2 separate regions of the Xenopus tropicalis genome follow, and region 1 is linked to region 2. Evidence: chromatin contacts called from public Hi-C data. All regions are on one chromosome and are shown on one strand. Each heading gives the region's core, a stretch centred on a gene start, on an enhancer-like site or on the middle of the called end of the contact. The rest is flanking DNA. Distances are from core to core; before and after follow the strand shown.

Region 1 (6,405 bases), core at 1,642-4,141, 63 kb after region 2:
TAAACGATGTGTATTTGTTTTAGCAATTATTTATATTTATCTGCTGTAAACAATACACATTGGCGAAATGTTTTTTAGATCGCTTTAACAGAATGTTATACTGATTAGATCTAGATAAATATATATACATATTTTATTAAAGCGATATATATATATTTCATGAAAGGCATTAACCAATCATTAATTACAGCGATTTGACCAAAGTCAAATAATTACATAGTGCAGACAGGCCCATCACTATAATGACCGACATTTTGGATATACAGTTACCCCTGGGTGCTACAGGAGTACAGGAGCCTTTTTTTTTAATAAATAAAATATATTATATAATAAGTGGAATTAATCCAGTCAAATGCTGTGCTGCTACATTGTTTCAGGAGACAGAAGCAGCAGTTCAGCAGATTATTCTTTCAGTTGCAATTTACAATCGCAAATACATTTGAAAATCACTGAAAATGTTTATTGCATGACTTTTGAGAAGTTTAAGATATAGGTTTTATTCTTATGTCACTGGGCTAAATTGTATTTTTATGTTTACATGCCATTAAAAGATGTGAATGACGTTAACTTCACCAATTACTGACATTTTCTATATATAAATATCATAGGAAATCCTCCATGTTCCATAGATGTAAGGAGATATATAGTGCATGTTGTTATATTGTAGCCTTATAATTATGAGTGACCCAATGTTGCACAAATGATCTGAGAGACAAGTAACTGCCCCAGGAGTCCCAACTAAAGAAGGGAGTTCACATTATTATCTGTCCCCTTGTGCATATGTGGCCTGACCCATTGGGTGACATGGTGAGAGTCCAGGCCACAGTCATTAGGAACCTTTAGTGTTCAGGTGAGACATGTAGATCCCTATGACAGTATCTGGCACTCCTGGCAGAGGGGTAGGATGTTGGGGTTCAGGGGTTTGCATGGATCCTGATTCATAGAGAAAGATGGTATGTAAAGGGGCAGCAGAGCCAAGGGAGTAGGTGGTGGGGGTGTCTGTGTGTAGATTCTGCCTTATTCGGTATTGCTATATAGTATGGGGTGGTTCTGGTTGGGTAAACTGCTAGGCCCACATTAAGCATTGCCTCAGCCCAGTCATACTGCTGTAATACAGACACAGGCTAAACTGGGGGGGGGGGGGGGGGGCACATCATGGGTAGGATAGGGGTTATATTTTACACCTGATTCAGTTTAACAATATGACATTTTGTACTATTTGCACCCAAGGGTGACATGCAGGGGATAGTTATACAGGCCATGCAATACCTAATACATATCCCTATAGGCAGGCCTATCTGTCAGTTACTGTGCTGCTATGCACTGTGAATTTAGCTGTCATATAAACTATAGTTATTTAAGATGCCTGGATTATTTCAAGTGCAGAGGACAATGTTTTGAAGACAATTTAAACACAATATTTTCCTATTATCACTCTGGATTCGTGTGTGTGTGTGTGGGTTATTTATTAAGCACTGCTATAATATGTGGCTTTAGTTTAACGTTATATGCGGGGTATATAGCGGGGAAATAGCGCATTTGGGCCCTGAGATAGGGCCCCTAAAGCTTCTGCCACTTTATGTCCTGGCACATATATATGCTTTAAGTGGATGTGTGTTACACTGGTACCCCCTGGCACATCGGTGTGTGTGTGTGTGTGGTACATTGTGTTGCTATATGAGTGCTGCATGGTGCGATTTTCTGACTGTCACTCTCAGTCCTGGCACACATGGGTAATATAAAGAGCACTGTACATGCCCTGGGTTGGCATTTTGTGCCCTGGGACATTCATGTTGCTGGCACATATGCATGATACCAATGCCTGGCACACATGGGTAATATAAAGAGCACTGTACATGCCCTGGGTTGGCATTTTGTGCCCTGGGACATTCATGTTGCTGGCACACATGCATGATACCAATGCCTGGCACACGTACATGGCACAATTGTCACTCCTCTCTCTCACACACACAAAATGTAAGTGGAACCCTGTGCCCCGGTGACTGGGCAGGCGTGTAGGACCCTGGCACCCACTGGGTGCCTATGGCAAGACAAATCGGTGGGTACTTACTCGTACCTTTCCTTGGCCTCGGCCGCTCTGTCCCTCTGCCTCCTGTTTTTGAACCAGTTGCTGACCTGAGTCGTGGTGAGTCCGGTGGCCTCGGCCAATTCCCTCTTTTCCCTGGGCGAGGGGTAGGGGTTGTGGGCATACCATTCTCTCAGTACGCTCCGGCTCTTCTCCTTGAAGCAGTAACTGGTCTCTTCCCCGTCCCAAATGGACCGGGGTAAGGGGAACTTTCTGCGTACCCTGTACTTGCCCACTGCCCCCAGGGGGCGCCCCCGGAGCTTCTCCGCCTCAATGTAATGCGCCTTCAGCCACAACTGCTGCAACTTGGGGTGATTGTGCGGGGAGAACTGGTGCCCCTCCAGAATCTTATACAGCTCCCTGAAATTGCCCCTGTGGAACGCCACCACGGCCTTGGCCTTCAGCACACTTTCGTTCTTATGGAGGTGCTCGCAGGCCGGCAGGGACCAGAGGAAGCGCCCCAGCCTCTCTATATTGCCGCCCTGCTGGAGCACCTCGCACACACACGCCACTTGCTCCTGGGTGAAGCCAAAAGTCGGAAGCATCGACATGATCCTGGCTGGGGCCCCCTGCTGCTCCCCCCTACAGCTATAATCATCCAGTTCCGAAGGAATCTGCCCCCTCAGACCAATCCACAAGCCATGGGACCGGGGAAACTTTCTCCTTTTCGCAGAAACTTTTCTCCGACGTTAAAGTTTCGCTTTTGCCCTCCGCGCCGTTCCTGCTCGACTCCGCTCCGCCGACTTCTCTTGTGGGCGCCGCAGGGACTTCGCAGCGGTGCGGCGGATAATAGGCCAGTAAAAGTCTGCGCACCCGTTGTCTGGCTGCCTTTTTTAATAATATTATTCTAAACTGGCATGAAAAATGATTGTGCGCGCTGTGATTGGTCGGATATCTGACCCGGGGACTGCGAGGATAAGACAACAGTTTTAGTCAAATTAATTGCCATGGTAACCCTGTCAGTCAGGGGAAACCCGATCTGCTAGGGGGAGGCTCCCGGGCTGGCTTGACAGATTGCTCCTTACACTGAGAGGCAGCCTTGGAGCTGAAATATTAGCAAAAGATTTTCTTTCCTCGCTTTGATTGATGCAGCAGTGAGTCAGGGCGCAGGGTGGGGGAGTGACAGGAGGGGGGCGCTGTAATACTGTCAGGCCCAAAGCCTACTCACCCTGGGGGGGGGGGGGCAATGAAACTGAGGTGTGACAGGCGTGTGATCCCTCATTGGCCTCTTTATAATAATGATGATTGTTTATTTGCACAGCTCGCTGTTGGGCAGTAGGGGGGGGCAATACACACGGAGCTTTAAACATTGGTCCTACAGCTGTTGCTGAACTACAACTGCCAACCTGAAAACAAGTCTCCTTTCTTATAAAACTATAAACTCCTGGGGTCAGTTTGCTCCTCTCTTGACTTTATAACAGGGAAAAACACTTAAATGTTGCTATTCTGTCAGGCCCAAAGTCTGCTTCAGTTTAAAAAATATATGGTGGTGTTTTGTATTTCTGCTGGGGGACTGGGGGGATAATTTCTCTCTCTATTTCTGTCTGTCTGTCTGTCTGTCTGCTGTTTATTTCTCCCTCTTTATTAATAATAGTAACATATCTCCTATCTCAATATACATCTGTCTTGCGCTTACCTATCTTTGTATGTCATCTATGTATCGTATATGATTTATTTCTTATATCTATTTATTGCATAATCCCTGTCTATTGATTTCTCTCTTGTGCTCTTACTATTTATTATGTATCTATCTATCTATCTATCTATCTATCTATCTATCTATCTATCTATCTATCTATCTATCTACTATCTGTATCTATGAAGCATCTAGGTATGTCATCTATGTATCATATATGATTTCTTTCTAATATTTTATTTATTGCATAATCCCTCTGTCTATTGGTTTCTTTCGTGTGCCCTTACTATCATCTATCTATTAATCTTTCATCTATCTATCTATCTATCTATCTATCTATCTATCTATCTATCTATCATCTATCTATCTATCTATCTATCTATCTATCTATCTATCATTATCTATCTATCTATCTATCTATCTATCTATCTATCTATCTATCTATCTATCTATCTATCTATCATCATCATCATCTATCTATCTTTCTATCTATCATCTATGTAATCGATCTATTATCTATCATCTATCTATCTATCTATTTAACCTGTCATCTACCATATGTATCTATTAATCATCTATCTGTTGGTAAAAGACCATGCCTCATAGCCTATAGGCTGTATACAAGTTAGTGCCTTTGACATACACACTGTAGATCCCCCACTAGTGAGATGTAAAACATATCTACACATATCTTTACTCCTACAAAACACCCACAAACCTTAGGTAAGCTGGCAAGGGGTGGGGGGTGGGGGGGTGGGGGAGAGGATGAACATATGAGCAAATATTCATAATATACAATGTTTGCTTTCATTTTCCCTAAATTATATTACACTGTTCAAAGCTATTTGTTAATTGGTTGCTATTTGAAATTGCGCTTATGCACTTTAGCACCTATGTTAGCAAATCTGTGAGAGTACAAGTACATACCCCACAGGCTGGGGATGATGCTTTCTTGTACCTGTGGTACTGGTTTCCAGCAGGGTAGGAACATTCTACATAAACATATTTATACCCTACTCAGGAAGGCCATTTATTTTATGCAGAAAGAGGCATTGACAACTCTACCCATTAGTGGCATTTGCAGTACAAGCAGTGACCTGGGGTTTCGGAGGAGTAAATTTCCAGAACAGAAAAGTGTGTAGGGGGGAGGGGGGGGGGTCTCCATGCAGAAAGGACAGGGGCTCTATCTAAGGGGGAGAATGCAGCCTAAGAGGACACTGCCCAATGCACTGCAACTGTGAGAGCAGATTGGGTAGTGTGTTAGTCTTATCTTATTATAGTGGAAAAACATTTTTTAAGACAATATAATTCCAGGTTAACTTCCCCTTTAATCATAAGTACCCAGGGGAATATTGCATGTTTTGGCCTATATTCAATGAAAGAAAACAAAGTTCAAAACTAACGAGCAGTCTGTGAGGTTTTGGGAAAACAGGAGGATTTCAGACCACAGGAGTTTTTTTCAGGTGAGACCAATCCATAATCACTTGGCTGGCAAACAGCCGACTGACACCTGCGCACTAGAAACGCAGAAATGCGTCTCATTTACTAAACACAGCATATACTTTTTATCTGCATTTAGAAAAAAATATTTTTTTGGCTTTACTTTCCCTTTTAATAAAAAGAAAGTGCACCGATTTGGGGGACAGTTCCAAACCAAGGCTGGTAAGGCTGCTCCACTGAAGCATTTACTGCTGGGTACCAGTCATTCAAGACATTAATTGTTGGTTGTAAAATGCCTTTGCACATAAGTGAATAAAGCCCCAGTAACCCTATCCCTCTTTCACTGAGGGAAACTCCATCTGCTCACAGAACCTATATTAGAGAGGGCGACTTGCCTGTTTGCGACTCAGTGGTGCCAGATGGACGCTGAACTCCTGTAGAAGCCAGGGTGATACCCCATGGTAAGTGCTGGCAATGGGCATCTGACTATGGGTGGGATATGGGGTAAATTATTTATAAATAACATCTAGAACTCTTTAACATAATATGTCATTTTACCAAGGTCATTTTAACCCAGCTCCATTGAAGAGTGAAAATGTTAGATTCTTCTTCATACATTTGTTAGAAATCTTAACAGCCCAAGGCAGCCTTAATTATGATTAAAGGGGAAGTTAACCTGGAATTATCTTGTGCTCTAAGCGACATTTGCTTCCCTAATCTTTTGTAGGTTTCAAATGATTTACATTTGATTACAGCCATCTCCAACTATGATGTGAGGCGCAATGCAGTCGCAATGCCAAGCGCACTAGTTTGCCATACATTAATTGCCCGTACCCATCTTTTCTTGCACCTAAGTGCAAGTGTTTAGGGTGCCCTGTACTTTACCCCTGCCATCAACCAGGCAGAAAGAATAAGGCCCACCCTGTGCAATTATTATTTCCCAAAATTGTGAGATTTGAGGGGCACAAATAGTTTCCCCCCCCCCCATAATTCCACTTTAATATAAGGCAGGCCTGGACCAGGCTGCAGAAATGACCTTGATCGTTGTGGGAGGCAGAGTGAATAAGGCCCTTTCTTTGTGTATGTATTTTATTTGTAGCCCCCTTAAGGTTTCCAGAAAATTGCTCTTGTTCTGATTAAATCATATAGGATTGATTTCAGCTCAGACCCCATACCATCTGTTTAAACGCCAATGCAATTAGCTTTTTATGTTGTTCATCATGCAGATGAACTTATCATTAGG
Region 2 (6,935 bases), core at 1,880-4,379:
ACAAGTTGAGTGCAACATCGCAGCAGAATCGCTTGGATAAAGCCAGACAAGTAGTAATGTGAGGGGAAGTTACTGTATTACACACACCGCAGTGTTTATGGACTTTACACATTTTCTCTGAGCAGCTTAAGCGCATTCTTTATTTTTTTTCCTCAAGTTGTTTGTAGTATTTAATGAAAGTAAAAATAAAGTCCCTGACTAATCAGGTGGCGGCTCCTCCCCCCCTGCAGCCCTGAGAACATTGTATTGTACGGAGCACCACCTCTCGCATTCAACTTTAGCCCTTGCCAGGGGCTCTCCATCCGACCGGCACTTACGCACACAATTCCCAACTTGTTTTTACTTGAATTTACTATTTCCAACTCTCTCTCTTCCTCTCTACCTTTTGGGTTTGGGGAATGTGCATGAAATTGTGTGTCCCATTCAGCACAAATGTTTAATTTCCGATCCTCCTTGTGGCTGATAATGAGTAGGTGCCCCCCCCCCCCCCCCCCCCCGTCCTGTGCATTAACACCTTCGCTGCCAGGCTGAGGACTCCCACTTTGGCACCTTTTTTGCTTTCTTTTATACTGGGAATTTCTTACAGGAGCTATTTTTTTTCTTTATCCAGCAAATGGAACAGATTTAATCTAAATCCAAAAATGAAACAGGAAAGATTGAATTCGTTATTACAAGGCCGCTTATTTATCACCAAAAAAAATAAACATCGGAATTGGCATTTGGAGTGTAAATGATGTAAGTAAAACGAGCTGCTATTTAGGGCGGTTATTAGTAGGTCCTGGGATTATTAAAGCTCAGTATTGCCCTGGGTTAACCATTTGTAGCTTGCTGAGACAAAGGCCGCCTAGAACTTGTGATTGATTTAATTTGATTTCAAATCTGATTTTCCTTTTTTCCTATTTCTAGGGCTGAACAAACAAACTCTAAGGGGAGTGAGTGGCCGGGTTTTTATATTATTTATAATAAGCGCTTTGTGTAACCTCCTCCTGTCATTTGTCCTTTTTTTATTATTTTCATTCCAGTTTTCATTTTACAGCCCAGCACGGCACATTTATACACACACACATTTATATATATATATAGGGGAATACCTGCAGCGCAAACTGGCTCTGTAAATGTGGTTTTATTTTATTTACAGACCCAAGTCCCCCATATCAGGCTCTAATGTTATTTAACCCGGTGTATTTTATATTTTATAACGCACAGCCAAAAGCTAGCTGGGTACATCACTAGTATATATCTATTTAGTTTTTTTCCTACATTCATTTTATTTAGAGAAAGGGAAGGTGTTGCTATAATTTAAAGCGATTTACAGTTCTGCTGTTCTTGTTTATCCTTATCATTTATTCTTTTTTTACTACATAATTACTTGTCAATAAATGAGTGACATAATCATATATAATATAATCATATTTTTAGACATGACATATGTTTGTGTGTGTGTGTATATATATATACCAAACACCAATAAAGCAGATACACACATACACATGTATAAGTCAGACGCACACAGACGCACATAAGGAGCCTCCAATAGGAGAGAATGAGTCCCCCCCAATCCCAACACTGCCCCCCATATTTCCCAGCAATATATCTTGTTTATTCACCCAGCACAATTATTTCTAGACAATGATGATTTTAGGATTTACATTTCAACTTCAATGGTCGATTGAGGTGTAAATCTTGGGAAATCTGTATTTAAGCCTCCTCACCAAATCCATCTGCCTGGGGAAGATAGGGCCTATCAAAGGGAGCAAAGCAGGGGCATTACCCCCTCTCCTGGCTCGGTCACTGATAAGGATCGCCCCAGCCCCTTCCCAGCCCGGCCAGTTCCCTTATTATTGTTATTATTATTATTATGGACTGGGATCATGGGGATGGAATTACTGGCTGAAGTGCATCTGATCAATACTCAAGCTTAGCAGACAGATGGCACAAATCTACTTTTCTACTCTATAAACTTTACATGCCATAAGCCCCAAAACATTGATCAGAATGACAACAATGGGGGGTGAGGGGGGCTTGGCTCTGGGAGTGGGGGTTAAAGGCAGCACAGACACATTATGACTATTTAATCTATCAAATGATCATTTTTTTCTTGAATGACATACAGGGTTAACCCACCAAGTGCCAGCAATTCTCTAAAATGTGATGTTCTACATTTCTGGAACATAGAAATGTAACCAATTTAGTGCCAGACAAATGTGTAATGCTAAAAAAATGACTGTTAAATATGATATTGTACAATACAATAACAGCAATAGATTAACACACAAAATGCCAGCTTGGACATCAGTTAAATATAGAAAAGATGGAAATGTATAACTTTTACTTGTATAATAAAGGGTAAACCCACCGAGTGCCAACTTGGACGAGAGTTAAATCTAGGATTATCCGGGGAATTTAATTGATGGTGTTCTGTAACACAACAAGAATGGGAGGGTTTAACCCCTCAAATGCCAACGCAATATCTGTAAAAATATAACAAAACACGATATAAAATAAACCCATGGGGTGTTGCCTCAGTCGCACAATGTATGCAGTTTAATTAAAAGCACAATTTGAATTAAGAACACGATGCACTTTAACAGTTCGGGAAAAATTAACCCAATGGACTCAGGAATATCTGAAAGATGTAGATCTCAAATATAATACTGTAAAAAAATACTTGGGTTGAAAGCTGGTAATTAGATAGCACTAAGTGATTAATAAAGGGGCAACAAACACGTGTAACTGAATGTAAGCTCCTGGGGGCTGTTAGGGGATGCTGGGAGTTGTAGTGCACAGCACAAACGCGTATTTATGTAGTGGCTGTACTGAACATCATTAGGATTATAATTATAAATATCTTTATACAAAATTATAATTGGGAAGCAGAATAATAACACAATAAAGGCAGTTACACATTTAAACGGGAGTTTATGTCCCAGCCAGCAGATAAATCCCTATCCCAAAGAGCTTACAATCTAAATACCAATCTAATAATTCGTTGCACCAGGAGGTGTGTTTGTGGGGCCCCCACCCAGCAGCCCGGTGGGTAGCACAGAGACCCAGGCCATAGTGAGAGGGGCTTTGTTGGACGTTGGTGCCCTGTTAGTGCTCTGATTTCCTCGGTTAGCTGAGCACAGTTTTCCCATTCGTGTTTATTCATGCAATTCTTATTGAGTTCCACATCACACTGGCCTGGATTCAGGGTTGTAGGGAACACAAGCACAGGCAGAACCCACACACACTCACACACACACTCACACACACACTCACACATTGTGCGACTGATGCAACACCCCAGACAATGCTAATGAGCGCAAAGACAAATCCTCGGTGATACATTTGGCCCTGACGAGTCGGATCCCGGGTTCCTAATGCGCAGAAGAGAAATAGGCTGATTAATACATGAGCTCAGGGCGCAGGGAGTCGCCAAATGCTGAAGCCCAGCCAGGCAACGCAATGGAGTTCCTACAGCCACATTATTCCCTGTTATTACATAGCCGCTAACACGATTGTTGCCCAAGAGCTTACAGTCTGCCTACACACGGTACAGAGTTTACTACAACAGCAGGCTGCCCTGTACCTACATATGGACCCCATGCCCATTGCACTGAGCTTTATGCGTGTTACTTGAGCAGCGACTTAACCCTTTCTTTGCCTCTGGCCCTTTTTTTTTTATTTTATTTATTTATTTTTTTTAATGATAATTTGTCTGATTCTGAGTCATAAATGTCTGACATTTTTTTGGGCCCTGGCAGAAGGACCTGTCTGAACATCATTTCTTTTTTCACAGTTTAATTCACCAGTCATAATTGAACCTGCCAGAGACAAGTCAAAGAGATCATTCCGAGTGAAACTCTAGATCCTACATGGCATCCTGACATTCAAGGATAATATGTGGATAAATATATGGTAGATTTTTTTTTGTACTGTGCAGATTATTCTTTAACTCATTCATCTCAGACATCAATTTTAACCCCTTGTTTCCCATTTTTTTGTACTGTGCAGATTATTGTTTAACTCATTAATCTCATACATCAATTTTAACCCCTTGTTTCCCATTTTTTTGTACTGTGCAGATTATTGTTTAACTCATTAATCTCATACATCAATTTTAACCCCTTGTTTCCCATTTTTTTTGTACTGTGCAGATTATTGTTTAACTCATTAATCTCATACATCAATTTTAACCCCTTGTTTCCCATTTTTTTTGTACTGTGCAGATTATTGTTTAACTCATTAAATCTCATACATCCATTTTAACCCCTTGTTTCCCATAGATTCCTGGACCCCAAAGGGGTCCAGGAATCTATGGGAAGCAATGGGGTTAAAAATGAAGCTTTCCTGTAACATTATAGGTGATGTCAAAATCCGACTGGTAAATCAGTGCTGAGAGAGACTATAAGGATTTAAAACTTTAATTCTATTAAATAGTAATTGAAGGGTCGCAAGAGGCTATGATATTGGATCAGTAGAATATAAGCTGCCTGTATGAACTTTAATTTAGAACCATAGGCAGATGGGATCATAGACTTCTATTTTTCTTTCTTTTTTTTTTTTTTTTTTTTTTTTAATAATTCTTCCAGCATTGAGAGCAGCCTGCCATTCTGATTAATTCATTAAACATGAAAGGTTAGCAGAGGAGGCAAAATGAAACAGACATTTTACAACAATATCCATTTCTCTCTGAAGTGAAACAAACTGATTATTCGTAAAAAAAAAAAAAAAGTCAAGGATGAAGGGGGTGTCATGGTGTCACCCCCCTACTTTACCTCTTGACTGAGAACCCTTATGTACATTTACAAACTATAATTGCGCGTTTACAGAGAAAAAAAACCCATAACATGACTGTTTTTTTTTTTTGTTTTATATATTTCTTTTTGAACCATTCTGCTTACATTTCCCATGCCCTTAGTTGTAATATTTGCCTTTTCAGAAGAAACACATTTGGAAACACTGCTCCCTAATAGAACTCTCTATTTGCTCTGTGTAACAGCCTAATTACTTGTTATGAATATGCCAAAAAAGCAAACAAATTATAGGCTAATTTTTAATTAACACATCTCTGCGCTCTTTAAACAAAAACAGCCCGCAATCCGCTATGAGATGGGAGCCTGCGATAACCATTGCTGTATTACAGCAGATTACTGGAGCCCTTCCAGGATGGAGACGGTTTTTAGATGTGGAATTTACAGATGAGTATTTACCATCATAACTCATTTAAGACCATTATTAAACAGAAATTCTCAGCAGGGATCTTTAATGATAGAAGACATTAGTAATTACAGTTTGCCCTGTGTTTTGGCTAAGCAGACTAGAGGGATAGCAATGCCTGCTGAATGTTAAACCAAATAGTCACTTTCTTTTATCACTGTACATGGAGTATTCCAGGGTTCAAATGGGTGATGTAAGGATTTGATACTGATAGTTGTTTTTTCTCTCTCTCTTTATAGATTTACTCCAAATTTTATCATTCCTTTCTGCTGTGCCCCCCTGCCAGCCCATCTAGAGTATATCTCGTTAAAGACAGAAATGAGAAAGACCTCATTTTTTAACCCCCCCCCCCCCCCCAACAGTACTGGAAGGATAAGAGCATGACACAAAACAACAATAAAAAAAAAAAATAATGGTTTTAAAACCGATTTCAACGATCAGCTGACGATAAAGAATTGAGAAAGGAACCCAGCTGCTATTTGAGAATCGTAATACACTATTTTTTCACTGCTGGAATCTTCAACGCTGGGAGAGAAAGCTCATATATTTTGGATCAATAGTAATTTTTAGATAAAATCTGAGACATCCCCTAAAGTCAGGATAGTGATGGGTATGTAACAGAGTTTGAAATGTGCCAGTTATATCTCTTCACTTCTAATCAGACCTCTCAGAGCAGCGACACAGCGAATTCACTGGCTCTTCTGTCTCCCTCTGAGCTCTCAGGTTATCAGGGCAGCACTGGGCTCAGCTGACAATTTCCCAAGGAGAATATACGTGTATGTAGACATATATACTGTATATATATACACACATAATATATATATATATATATATATTTTTTATTGATATATAAAACGTATCATAACAGTTGGTAAGTACTTTATGCAAGAAGATAAGGGCGGGGTGTAGGGTCAAAAATAAAATTGAACAAATAAAAATTACTTCAGCAGCACTCTATATAATGCGTTTATACATTCTTTACACATCAAGGGTATCTTTGAGGAAGGTCCTAATAAGGACCGAAACGTTGGACATTTGTATAAAATACACACATATATATGTATTTTTCTTTACTTGTATGTGACTTTTTCTGTGCATTTGTCATACTATATCTATCTATCATCTATCCATCTATCATCTCTAAATATATAATTTCAGGCCAGATAAAAGCACTTACAGTTCACTCCTTTATTCTTCATTTCTTATATATATATATATATATACACACACACACATATATACACCTATATATATATGTGTGTGTGTGTGTGTGTGTGTGTATGTATATATATATATATATATATATATATATATATATATATATATATATATTATATATATATATATATATATATATATATATATATATATATATATATATATAGCAAGAACAAACGGAGCACACCCTATTGAAATTCAAATGCCCAGGGTGCTGGCTAAAAAATATAAAGCAAGAAAAAAGAGCTGCACTCACCAGGACTTGGCAAAAATATAGTAAGTTTATTTAAGCAAAGAGATCCAACGTTTCGAGCACTAACTGTGCTCTTCCTCAGGGAAGAGCACAGTTAGTGCTCGAAACGTTGGATCTCTTTGCTTAAATAAACTTACTATATTTTTGCCAAGTCCTGGTGAGTGCAGCTCTTTTTTCTTGCTATATATATATATATATATATACAATCTAAAAAAAAAAAAAACTCGTTCACAAATATGGACCAGACACCAGAGAGCAGATC

What was found. A called contact is a pair of places that touch in the nucleus more often than the background predicts.
Region 1: a Hi-C map of neurula embryo shows a contact between it and region 2, with 2.3 times the contacts expected there. The contact joins the promoter of six2 here to the enhancer-like site in region 2. A contact is called at or near these places in 3 of 5 Hi-C or Micro-C datasets (gastrula embryo, neurula embryo and tailbud embryo).

Annotation. Positions count from the first base shown.
Region 1 is chr5:19,211,209-19,217,613 of UCB_Xtro_10.0, forward strand. It overlaps six2 (SIX homeobox 2), which reads right to left and starts at 2,892. Exons shown (of 2, transcript NM_001100275.1): 1 at 2,072-2,892. The coding sequence starts at 2,637.
Region 2 is chr5:19,148,077-19,155,011 of UCB_Xtro_10.0, forward strand. No RefSeq gene overlaps it. Among named protein-coding and RNA genes, the nearest start is that of six3, 12 kb to the left of the region's middle. Within about 2 kb of position 3,130, at least 1 of the 11 cell types and tissues checked has an H3K27ac peak or open chromatin away from gene starts, as enhancers often do. A contact at or near this core is called in neurula embryo, where this site is marked.